Linked DNA regions of Rattus norvegicus: region 2 is linked to region 1. A link is a contact called in public Hi-C data. All regions are on one chromosome and are shown on one strand. The core of a region is the stretch at or near the end of the contact, and the rest is flanking DNA. Distances in the headings are between cores, read along the strand shown.

Region 1 (6,620 bases), core at 3,411-5,910:
CAGTTATATGCTCTTTTTAAAGCTGTGTTAATTTATTTGCTTGAGAGGTTACTCTTTGGTCTCAGAGACATCAGTGGTGCAGGGGACAAGGGATGTGGGAGTATGAGAAAGGGCTGAAGGAAGAGAGTGTGGGCAGCTTGCAAAGCCATGTCTCATTTGTCACATAACCTTGGCCAGGTCTCACTTCCCTTCTCCAAAGTACAGCCGTTTTTGCTCTAGAAGAGAGGGGTTGCCCCAGCCTTGCCCATCTTCTGGGGATCTCTGTGGACGAATATTGAAACAACAGATGTCCAGTGCCTCACCAACAGGCTGAACAATGCTTTCACCTCACTCCTCGCTATATATAGGGCTTGTGGGCTAGGCTGGAATCCTTACTTTTAGTACTAAAAAGAAGCTCTTAGATTTGATCCCTAGCAACACACACACACACACACACACACACACACACACACACACACCACATACAGTTCCAGTTCCAGTTTGAGTGTATGTGTATACATATGATGTGAAGTAATGAGTCTGGAATGTAGACACAGATAGACCAGGCAGATGCTGTTCACACTCCCAGGATCACTGGCTGTGTGACCTGGTGCAAACAGCTTCACCTCTTTGAGTCTGAACTTTCACTTCCTTTATTTATTGATCTGTAAGATAAGATTAGAGAGCCTAGGAGGCTGAAAAGATGGTCAGATGCTATGGTAACTATGACTTCTGGCACCCAGGATACAATTCTCTGTTTTTTTAAAAAAGATTTATTTATTTTATGTTATATGAGTACACTGTAGCTGTCTTCAGACACACCAGAAGAAGACATCAGATCCCATTACAGATGGTTGTGAACCATCATGTGGTTGCTGGGAATTGAACTCAGGACCTCTGGAAGAGCAGTCAGTGCTCTTAACCACTGAGCCATTGCTCCAACCCTAATTCTCTGTTCTTATGATTTCTATCCTTTCACTTTTTCTTAGTTTGTTGGGCACATTTAAAACCCCAAACATTTCTTTTCAAATTGTAGAATATATTTCTACTGCAAAAACTTTGTTAGAATCAGAAAAACATACTTAAGAAAATGTATCTGTTTGTTTATTTATTGTTTGTTTATTATTTATTTATTGTTTGTTTTCTCTTACTGCCCCTAAGTTAGCATGTCAATGCTTGACTAACCTTTCAAAACTTTACACTTACTATTCATTCATTGCTCTGGTATACTTTCTAGTTTTCAACATTGCAGAGTAGCATTGCACTGAACATCCTTTCTTCATTCATCTTTGTGTGCGTGCATGTGCACATGTCCATGTATGTGTGCATGTGCGTGTGTGTCCAGATGCCATGGAACATATGTGTAGATCAGAAGACAATTTTCAGTACTCCTTTTTTCTTCCACCATGCAGGTCCTGGCTATCAAACTCAAGCTGTCAATTTCAGTATTAAGTGTCTTTACTTGAGAAGCCATCTTTCTAACTCCCGAACTTCATGATTTGCTTATTTGAGACTGAGTCTCTCTATGTAGCTCTGGATGTAGCTCTGGTTGGCTTGGCACTTATGTAGACTGCACTTGTTATATAGACCAGGCTGCTGGCCTTATACTTACAACTCGGCTTACCTCTGCCTCCTAAGTGCTTGGATTAAAAATATGTAATACTGGGGGTTGGGGATTTAGCTCAGTGGTAGAGCACTTGCCTAGCAAGCACAAGGCCCTGGGTTCGGTCCCCAGCTCCAAAAAAAAGAAGAAAAAAAAAAAGTATGTAATACTACATCTAGACCTCAAACAATCAGAACTCAAGAAAATATGGTGAGATGGCTTTATGGCTAAGAGCACTGGCTGCTCTTCCAGGGGACCCAGATTCAATTCCTTTATTTTTAAATCTTTTAAGATCTATTTATTTATGTATTTGGGTACTTTGCATGTATATCTGCACACTAGAAGACAACATCAGACAGGTGTGGCTGCTGGGAATTGAACTCAGGACCTTTGGAAGAGCAGTGAGTACTCTTAACCACTGAGCCATCTCCAGCCCTCCAGGTTCAATTCTTAGCACCCACACAGTGGTTCACAATCTTCTGTAATTGCAGTCTCAGGAGATTTGGCCTCATTTTTCTGTCTTCCAGCAGTTCCTGCACATAAACTCACTCAGGCTCACATACATAAATAGAAGTAAGTAAATGTAGCAGGAGTCCTTTATCCTTCTTTTAACATACATTTATCAAATACTTTGTAAAGGTTAAATGGGGAGCCAGTTGTGAACATTGTAGATCACTGTTGCCTCAGGCTGCTCATGAGGTTAGGGGAGGCGTGAATGAGCACCTGGGAGGAAAGCAAAGGTGGCAAGGGCAGCAGGGAAGGCTAGAGGTCAAGCAGAACAATACACATACTGTTTTCTTTCTCTCACAGGCAACAGGCTGTCCTCAGTCCCCCACCCCCACAACTATAGATCCAATGTCTCTGGATAGAGATCAGTAAGGATGGATGAAATAACAGACTTGAATTGGGCTTGACCAGAAATATCAGAATATTTTTTTTTCTAATTCTTCAGTTGGGCTATTTCCCTCCCCCAATCCAAGCCTATCCTCTCTGTGTGAAGCAGGTTGAACATGTAAAACCCATTAAATATTAGTCTTTCCCATAAAACACTATGAAAGTTTTGCTTACCAAAGGGAATTAAAATCTTTTTACCACCCCCCACCACGTTGTGAAACCTCCACCCAAATGTTTTAACCCTGTCCTCCTCACACATGGGCTAAAGCTTGCTTCTACAAAGGCCCCACTTCATTCTTTTATTTTTAAAGATTTATTTATTTTATGCATATGAGCACACTGTAGCTGTCTTCAGATACACCAGAAGAGGGCATCGGATCTCTTTATAGATGGTTGTGAGCCACCATGTGGTTGCTGGGAATTGAACTCAGGACCTCTGGAAGAGTAGTCGGGTGCTCTTAATCGCTGAGCCATCTCTCCAGCCCTGCTTTATTCTTTTAACGGAAGTGACTACAGTGATAACCCCCTCTTTAATTTTTTTCTTCCCCCTTTCTTTCATTTCCTCTGCACCCATTCTTTTAAAGGGCTGGAGAAAAGGCTCAGCAGTTTAGAGCACTTGTTGCTCAGTACTCACACTGAATGTTTCACAACCACGTGCAACTCCTATCCCAGGGGGATGGCCCATAGTTAATGCACTCGCATGTGAATCCTCACACATGTCCACAATTAAGAATAATAATTTTTCCTTAGAGGAGAGGCAGCAAGATGGCTCAGCAGGTAAAGGTTCCTGCCAAACTGGAAGACTTGGATTTATTCCTGGAACCTGTGTTGAGAGAGAGGGAGGAGAAGTGACTTCTGCAAGTTGTCCTCTGTCCTCCATAAGTGCACCGTGGCATTCTTGCACATGCACCCATAAATAAATAAATATTAAAAAATTATAAGAAATGCATGCTCTGAGGTATCCTTTTACCGTTAACAACAACTGAATGCTTCTCAAAAATCACACAATTGCAGGCAGTGCAACACCCTCTGCCCTGCGCCCCCCCTCCCCACTTTCCCCTACCTTCATGTAGTTCTTTCCAATTACATTTGCCGACCTTTCCTTTCCTGGTGACAATGTGCATGAGAGAGGCTATGTAGTGAACTTTCACCTTTCACTTTTGACCTTCTCACATTCCCTGGATGGATTTTATTATCTCTCACGTTTCACCTGTTTAACTAGAGAAAGAATGCGACAAGGGACACATATAATAAGCTGGGAAAGCCTTGTCCCCTTCTCTCCCACCAGTTGGGTTCCATAGGGGTTGGGGAGGGAAGTCACAGCAGGTTGTGCCCTCATTTTGGTACTGACACCGTGCCCAGGGGAAGTGCATTTGTTAGCACAGCAACATTACTGTCAAACTGAGCCATCTCTTTGGTCCCCCAACCCCACAGGGCTAGAGGGATTGTGTGTGGGGATGTACAATCATCATGTGCTGGGATAATAATCTCGGGATGTGCAGGCAGATATGGCAACCATGAATCTGGAGACTCCTGTAGGATTTGAGATAGAGGAAGGGAGTCTCTTGTTACCTCCTGTCCTCAACTTGCTCATAAGCTCCTCCCTTAGCATCGGCCACCACAGGACAGTCATCCTGTGTCACGTGGATCAATGGTGGCAACTGCAGCGTTAATTTCCTCCTTGCTCATGGGCCTCACAGGCAGCTTCAGCTGCTTCTCACACACCGCCCCCTCTCCCCCATCCACGTTTCACTTGTCACCTAATGCTGTTGAATCTTGTTCAAAAGACTTTTTCTATTGCGTCACCACGGAGACCATTCTTGGAGGGAAGCAGTGCACTGAGGCCTCTCTGTCTACCCATCAGGCTAGCTTCTCTATATAGAATATACAATATACAAGTATGCTGGTGTATTACTGTTCCTCTTGGCGGACTCTCAGGAACTGTGAACTCACCCAGAAAAGGATTAAAGTTTATCAGTGATAAGGATTATCACTTGATTTAAAAGACGGGGTTCTCCACAATTACCGCAGGTATAGAGAAACGTACTGTGGAACTCTACCTCTAGTTTCCCCGGCTTCCCAGTGACGCCTGCGCAGTGTTGCTGCGGCGCCCCCTACTGGCGGCGCGTAGGAGGAGGTCGCTTAAAGGCTCTTAATGCGCCTGCGTGAGGGCGAGTAGGTGGAGGCCTACTTACGCGGCTCTGCTGATCGTGGGGCAAGCGCGGCCATGGCTCAGCAAGGGAAGATACTCAAGGAGCAAAAGTACGACCGGCAGCTGAGGTGAGCCGGGGTTTCCGAGTAAGCAAGCCGGCGGGCTTGCAGGCTCTCCGGAGGTCGGCGGGGCCTAAGAGCCTAGGCGGCGTGGGCCGGCCTCCCACAGGCCTGCCGCTGCGCCTGGCCGTGCGGGGCGTGGGGAGCCGGCGCTCTGGGCTCTGGCCACTGGGCAAAGTGCTGGGCGAAGGCCGGATCGCCCCTTCCCGCACGGCTCCGCCACGCTGTGCGCGGTTGGAGGTGCACGGTGTCTCCGCGAATCTGGGCTGCACGGTACAGCAGTCCACACTCGTTCGCTAACCGAGGGGGTCGGGAGTGCCCCATTCCGACCCCGACCGCAGTGTGCTGCGCCCTGTCAGGTATTGTTCTACGTCCGCGCATAATGCTAGTTTCACCTGAGCAATCTCTGTTCGTAATTATACATTTTACACTAGACACCTTTCAAATAAGTTAAAAGAAGCCGGACGGACGTGGTAATCCCAGTACTTGAGAAGCAGAGGCAGGTGGAGAAAGCCAGTCTAGGCTCCATAGGAAGACATTGGGGACAGGGAGAGTAAAAAGAGTCAGAAAATAAGTTTTGCTACTAGTGCCTTCCCCCTCCCACCTTTTATATTGAGAAATGGTCTTATTCAGTCCAGGCTGGTCTTGAACTCAGGCATCTACGTCCCAAGTCCCAAGTGCTCAGATTGCAAATGTTCACTGCCAGGCCAGGCTCAAAAATAAGTTTTTGCGCTTCCCTCCCTTTTTTCTGTCTTTCACGCTTGAGTGGCCTGGACTTGCGATGTAGAGCAGACTGCACTCTAACTTGCAGCAATCCTCCTGCCTCTTTGTCCCAACAGCTGAGATTACAAGTGTGGACCATCACATCCAGTTTATTAAGTGCTGAGGGTGGAACTCTGGGCATCGTGAACGCTTGCCAAATTGAGCTACATCCCCCAATCCCAGAATCAAATTTAATAGTGTTTATAACAGTATTCCAAAAATACTACAATTTCAACGTAATTACCGTTAAAATTACCAAGCTAAATTTTTGTTGTTGTTCACAGTGACTTATAAATCAAGTACCCCCCCCCCCCCACACACACGCATAAAGAATACTTTAATTCATGCTTGTTGCGTTTCTAGTACTCAGTAACCATTTGTGAATACCTTAATGGACAGGGAATATCTAAACCATCAGGTGGATTCTTGGATTACTTTTCCATCCTTGTCTCTCTCCACCTTATTCCTTACTTACTGAGTGTATTTAGTGTGTTGTGTCAGTGGAGGGTATAAAAGTGCTTGCTACCCTCCTGCCCCTCTTGATCCCAAGAGAACTTACACCGTGTCCCTAAGGATGGGAATTTCTCTTTGTGCTGACCACCTCGTTGGCACTCTATCAGAGATTTGGGCACTCAGTTCTGAGAACATCCTTGAAGGCAGGCGTCCTTTGATACTGATAGGGAAACTAAGACTTGTAAAAGTTAGGTAATTTGCCTAGAGTTATACATGTTTTCAACTTGGGGTCATCTAGCTTTTTCAGGCTCATCCTTTGTCCAAGCTTCTAGAGAGAGAAATGAGGTAGTGGAACCCCTATAACAACTATGAGTTCTTACATACTCTTGTAGGTAGAAGGATAAGGCAGCAAAGCCGAGAAGATACTTAAGGTTACTAGGACACCTGAAGAGGATTTTTATTGAGTCCTGTTCATTAAAGTACTACATTGTATCTGTCATAACAAGAGCTGCTTATTGCTGTAGCCCTGTCAGAAGGAAGCAGAGACAAAGTTGAGTAGGCAGGTAGCAGCCAGTGATCAAGTCCTGGCTCTTAGGCTAACAAGAAAATGGATGGACCAGTACTCTAGGGCTCATTCTTCACCTACCCAACCATTTAT
Region 2 (6,559 bases), core at 849-3,348, 180 kb after region 1:
TGAAAGGTGGGGCTAGCTATACCCCACCAGAAGCCTGGGCCACAATGCTCTAGGTATGGAGGATGCTAAGGCTCACTACTGCAGACTTGTGCATGGCATGGAAACAAGATGAAGAAGATAGGTCAGTGGCTCTTCAAGCCCAATCCTTGCTAAGGTTTCTGGACTTCTCTGCTTCTGACAACCACTTGGGTGCTACTCACAGCCTCTCTATCTATCACTGTGGATGGGTTTGAGTCCATCTATAGCTCAGCAGTTTAAGGAGAAACCCAGGAGTCCTGCATGAGGTACCATGGCTGCTTCAGACAAATGAATTGATCTCAGCAACCCCACTCCCACCCCTTTCGTTGAACATATCATGGGGGAAGCTGAGCTTCCCTTGGGAAAACAGGAAACTTAAGGCTTAGAGAAAGGCTTTCTGAGGTTGCCATCAGCCCCTACTGTATTTCCTTGTCAAAGGCTGCTCTTATACCTCTCCTCTTTCTGTTACCATTCTCCTTAAGAAAGTCTGATTCTGGTGACACTCCCCTGCCCCAACACACACACACACACACACACACACACACACACACACACACACACACACACACACACACACACCACCCCTTGATTCCTGTTTTCTCATGCCCTGATTCTTGGTGGCTGCTTCCCCTAGCTTTCTATCCAGGTTAGACTCCCTACTTGCACGGGACCAAGGGGAGGAATGACTAGGGGTGGCTCCCCTATACCCTATAAGCTTGCCCCTTACCCTTCATATTTTCCTAGGTCTGGATTTCTGGCACCCAGCTAGGGCAAGGACATCTTGTGAGTTCTGGCTGGCTGGCACTCACCCCCTTTCCATGAAGGGCTACTGGGTAGGGTAGGATTGAAGCCAGTGGCCAGTGGATTCAAAGTCCCCGCCCTATGCCCCCAGAAGCTCCCAGAGATCTGAAACGGCCAGTTAGAGAATGGGCGTTAGGTACACTTGGTACCTCGCTTAGGAACAAAGTATTAGGTTCTATTGGTGTCCTAGGGTGGACGCCTCCTTCAAAAGTCATGGGGTACAAGGGCAGAACCCCCGCCCCCATCTATCCTCAAGGCCACTAGATGGTCACCTGTCAAATTTCCTAGCAAAACCACTGTCTCTTCTATCTCCGACTCTAAGTGAGAACGGGTCGGATATTAAGTTGCTAGGAAATCTGAGCAACAAGTGGCTGTCACCATGGGCTGTTTCCTCTTTCCACCGTCCCTCCTCCCACCCCTCTCCCAATCTCCATAGGCTCCATGCCAGTTCCCGCCCCACACGTGATGATGCTGGAGTGTTGGGAGGACAAAGGAGACTTTCCTATCCGGGTGGGGACAAGCAAGGAGGAGGAAGGAGTACGGTGCGGGAGGGAGGAAGAAGAGCATGAAGTCACCCGCTGGCTTGCCACCCTGAGACAGTGGTCTGCCTGCACCTTCACTACGTGGCCCCGGCCTCACCCACTCCCCGGGGGCTCATCCCACTCCGCAGGATCTTCATCAAACAGGCCGCTACGTCTCCACAGAGGAGGTGGGAGGTTGTGCAGAGCGGGCGAGGCCAGAAGGAGCCGAGCGAGCGCAGCAGTCCCGGGGGCCCAGAGAGGGTGGAGGCGCTCGAGGTCACACAGCCGCCGGACTGCCGCTCTAGCGGGGTCCAGGTCCCCAAACCCTGGTCTCTAATCCCTTTCGATGGCCTCGTGGGTTGGAGAAGCCAGGAAAACCACGGCTCGGGCCTGATTCTGATTCGAGCTCGCTACAGAAAAGCCGTAGCAAGTTTGGGGGCGGTGGCCCAAATTCACGCGATTTCCCTGCGCTGGAGATGCAAGGCCCGGGGCTGGGGGGCGCGGGGACCTGGCTTCACGCACCCGGGGAGCACGCGCACTCACCGACTCGGCCAGCAGGAGGCGGCCTTTAAGAGAGCAGAGGAAGGCGCGTGCGGGCAACAGGGCTCGGAGCCCCGGCACTGTCCTGCCACTTCGGGGGCCATGCGTGGACTCCGGGTCGGGCTCTGGCTCTGCGTCCCGGGGCCACATAGCGGCGCTATCTGGTCGAGCCTCGGCCTCACAGTCTCACCCACCGCTCTGGAGGGAAGCGGAAACCCGCTGTGCGGAAGAAGAAAAAGTTGAGTTAGACTAGGCCCGGGACTCATCCTCCACTGCCCCGCCCCCACGTCCCCCATCCCCACCCACAACTGCCCCTCGAACCCTGCCCCGCCCATTCTCCCTCCGTCCATTCTCTACGTAGCCCCATATTTCTGGGACACTGCCCTACCCATCCGTCCCCTCGATCCTCCCATCTGCGCCTCCCCCACTGCCCCTGCCCATATCCTGCCCCATCCTTCCAACCACTCCTCATTGCCTCTCAGACCTAGTCCAGTCTGTCTTCTCTATTTCCCCTTACGTCCTTTGCCTCTTCACTGGCGCTAGGATCCTCCCCGACCCCTTGGCCTTCCATTCTCAGTTCCCCCTCCGTCCTGTCCCGCCCACTGACCCCGGCGCACCCTCGGACCCTTCCCCCTACTCCCTTCCCCACCCGTGGTTCTTTGCACCACACTGCCCCTCCGATCATCCTTGGCCCTCTATCCTCCGGTCATTTCTCATTCTCCACACCTCCCATACTGGTTCTCCCCCCAGCCCATCCCGGTCATTCTCTGTGCCCAGTCTCTCACAGCCTCCTTTACCTGCTCCCCCTATCTTCTGCCCTATTCTCCCACCCCTTCCCATGCTCCCCACCCACCTCCCCACCTCCCCCACTCACTATTTCCGCTCCGTCCCACCCCCTCTGACTCTGTACCTAGGTCCTCCCAGTCCCCCTCAAACCCCAGCTGCGGGGTTTGCTCTGTGTGGCTTGCTGGCTTGGAGTCTTCTTGTGTCGTCTGTCTCCTTACCCCGCCCTGACTGACACAGACCCACTTATCTGCCCTGAGCGCTTCGAGGCCGACCACCTGTCCCTGCTCCGCATTCTGCTCTTTAAGCACGAAATAACTTTCTACCCTAGGCACTTTCTGAACCTAGACAACTCCAGGATCCCCCCTCCACCACTCCCGCCCAGTCCTCTCCACTTGCAGAGTGCTTTCTCCCTCTTGGCTCCTCTTGGAGTTTTCCTACTACTTCCCAGGCCACGCTTCCTCTACTCCTTGGCTTGCCCATCTTCCTCTTCTATTTTTCAGGTCACACTCCCTGTCAGGCCTCAGCTAGCACGTCCTTCTTCCTGGCCTCTTTTGTTAGCTGCCTCAGGCTTGGGTTTATTCCTTACTGGACTAACCAGAGATCTGGAATTGTCCTTGTTCTCCCCCACCACTATCCCATCCCGGATGCTCTCTAACTACCACTAAGTTTGCACTCCTGCCCCCCATAACTACTATGAGGCTCTTCAAGAAGTCGCTGCTTTCTTCCTTGTCAGCTAGATAAACTTAAGTCACTAGTCATGCTCCCTCCCACTGTGCCCTCAGGAAAATTGATGCTTCCTCTTGCCATGGGGACTTTTTACAACTGTCCTTTCTAACCATTCACGTGATGTGTGTGTGTGTGTGTGTGTGTGTGCGCGCGCGCGCGCGCGCGTGTGCGTGCATTCTCTTGTGTCTGGGTGCTGATAGAGACCAGGGGTGATTATAGCTGTCTTTGGCTACTTTGTGGTTTCTTCTTTCTTCCACCCTTCTCCATACCTTTCCCTCCACTCTTTTAACCCTTTAACTAGATAAGAGAGAAAACTGGATAGAGAGTGAAAGAAAAAGGAAAGAGATCCCTGAATAAAGTCAGGGGCTGGAAAGAGGTGACATTGTTATTAGACCTTCCTGCTGATTAAGGGCATTGAGTTCCTTGGGGCAAGTTTGAGCTTTGCTGTCAAGAGATCTAATTTCTTCTTTGTGCACAACCTGCAACCAACAATAACCAACAGCCGACCCCGCTTCTTGGGACCCTAGCATGTATACACCCTCTGAGATGTCCCCAGAATGCCAAATGTCACACAATTGCATACATTATCTGCAGCTGGCAAAGCCACACCCTGCCAGAGCACGAGGCAAATCTTAGCTGCTGTGGACGATCTGAAGCACCTCCCAGATCCCACGCTTGGGATTACAGCAAAAACATATTCTTAGAATTCTATTTCTGTGTTTTCTAAAGGGACCGAAACTCCAGAATTCTCACAGGTGACTCTCCTATTATTTCTTGAGACAATATCTCATTGAACTTGAAGCACATGGGATTTCCACAAAACTCACGTGGTCAACGAGCCCCACATACTCTGTCTCTGCTTTCCCAGAACTAGAATTGCCACTATATGGGATCCAACTCAGCTGCAGCTGTGGTCCTCAGGCAGCAAGCATGCTGTTGCATGCAGTCTTTCCAGCCTCCACTTCTGCCATCTTACCTAGTAAAGGCTTCCTCCACGGATGGTAAGGCAGCGTGTTTTCTCCAGGGAGACATTCCTTATATTCCTTTGTTACATCCAGAAGTGGTGCAAGAAACTCAGGGTGTGAAGAAAACCCAGAAGCTTAGGGTAGGGGTCAGGCTGCACCAGGTTAGCCCTGAATAAGATGAGGTCTGGCATGGCTGGAGAGGTGGCTCAGCTGTTAAGACCACTTGCTGCTCTTTCAAAGGTTCCCAGCATTAACTGGGCAGGCAGTTCGCCACCATCTGACAGTTTCCAGGCGAGGGAGAAGGTGATGACATCCCCTTCTGGTGTCTCTGAGTACTGCATGACATGGTACACTCAACCAAGCAGACAAAACACATATTAAAATAAAAGTAAAAAATGGCTCAGTAGGCTAAAACTAGGTTCCCAATCACCCTCAAAATTAAATAAATAAAAATAAAACAGTTCTGAGACTTACTGGATGGTTTAGAGGACAGCCAACTGGCATTAAAATGAAAGGAGAGCATTGATTAGCCTTGTCTGGGGCAGGACTTAGGAGAATGAGACTCTTGCCACAGCTTTCACTCACAGTACACTAGGAAAACACGTGGGAGTTCTAAGAGAGGGCCCCACTTCTAATCTATGTTGTAAAAAGTGGCTATAGGGCTGAAGAGATGGCTCAGAGGTTAAAAGCACTAACTGCTCTTCCAGAGGTCCTGAGTTCAATTCCCAGCAACCACATGGTGGCTCACAACCATCTGCAATGGGGTCTGATGACCTCTTCTAATGTGTCTGATGACAGCTACAATGTGCTCATATACATAAAATAACTAAGTCTTTCTTTTAAAATGTGGCTGTAAATTGAAACTAAATAATAAGGAAATGGACCAGAGATTCGAACACATAACTTACCAAAGGGGAATGTCAAATAAATTAGAACATTGAAAAAGGGGTGGGATAGGGACTAGAGGTAGGGGTTGGTTCAGTAAAGGCCAGACCTTTCTTCTCATGTTTTTAAGTCTGTCTCCAAGGAGGGTAGAGACTAGATCATTAGGGCTTGTTGGCTTCCAGCCTAGGGAAGAAACTGATATCCCTACAATCAGGGAGAGACTATGCCTCAAAGAATAGGTGGGAAGTTATAGAGAAGGGAACTTGAAGCCCCTTTCTGGCTTCTACATGCAGAGGCACACACACCTTACACACATACATGTACCATATTCACACATATGTGTGGTAATTTGAATAGGCTTGGCCCATGGGAAGTGGCATGATTAGGAAGTGTGGCCTTGTTGGATGTAAGTATGGGCTTATTGGAGGAAGTCTGTCACTGTAGGGTTAGTCCTGGAGGTCTCCTTCAATGTTTATGCTCTGCCCAGTGCAGAAGAGAGTCTCTTCCTGGCTGCGAAGATATAGAACTCTCAGTTCCTTCTCCAGCACCCTGCCGGTCTGCATGCTGCCATGCTTCCTGTCATAATGATAATAGACTGAACCTCTGAACTGTAAGCCAGCCCCAATTAAATGCTTTCCTTTATAAGAATTGCCTTGGGATTCTCCAACATATAACAAGGACACATACTCCATTATGTTCATAGCAGCCTTATTTATAATAGCCAGAAGCTGGAAAGAACCCTGATGTCCTTCAACAGAGGAATGGATACAGAAAATGTGGTACATTTACACAATGGAGTACTACTCAGATATTAAAAATGACTACATGAAATTCTTAGGCAAATGGATGGAACTAGAAAATATCATCCTGAATGAGGTAACCCAATTACAAAAGAACGCACATGGTATGCACTCACTGATAAGTGGATATTAGCCCCAAAGCTTGGAATACCCAAGACACAATTCACAAACGACATGAAGCTCAAGAAGAAGGCAGACCAAAATGATGATGCTTCAGACCTTCTTAGAAGGGGGAACAAAAATGCTCATAGGAGGACATATGGAGACAAAGTGTGGAGCAGAGACTCAAGGAAAGGCCATCCAGAGATTGCCCCACCTGGGGACTCTATCCCATATACAGACACCAAACCCAGACAATATTGTAGATGCCAAAAAGTGCATGCTGACAGGAACCTGATATAGCTGTCTCCTGAAAGGTTCTGCCAGAGCATGACAAATACAGAGGTGAATGTTCACAGTCTACCATTAGAACCCCAATGAAGGAATTAGAGAAAGGACTGAAGGAGCTGAAGGGGTT

Evidence for each region. A called contact is a pair of places that touch in the nucleus more often than the background predicts.
Region 2: a Hi-C map of Schwann cells shows a contact between it and region 1, with 3 times the contacts expected there. The contact joins the promoter of Cmtm3 here to the promoter of Nae1 in region 1. A contact is called at or near these places in 4 of 12 Hi-C or Micro-C datasets (the A7r5 cell line, the Rat2 cell line, Schwann cells and 1 more).

The regions. Positions count from the first base shown.
Region 1 is chr19:447,802-454,421 of GRCr8, forward strand. Nae1 (NEDD8 activating enzyme E1 subunit 1) reads left to right here and starts at 4,661. Exons shown (of 20, transcript NM_032072.4): 1 at 4,661-4,756. The coding sequence starts at 4,704.
Region 2 is chr19:633,770-640,328 of GRCr8, forward strand. Cmtm3 (CKLF-like MARVEL transmembrane domain containing 3) reads right to left here and starts at 2,099. Exons shown (of 5, transcript NM_001106164.1): 1 at 1,884-2,099. The coding sequence starts at 2,030.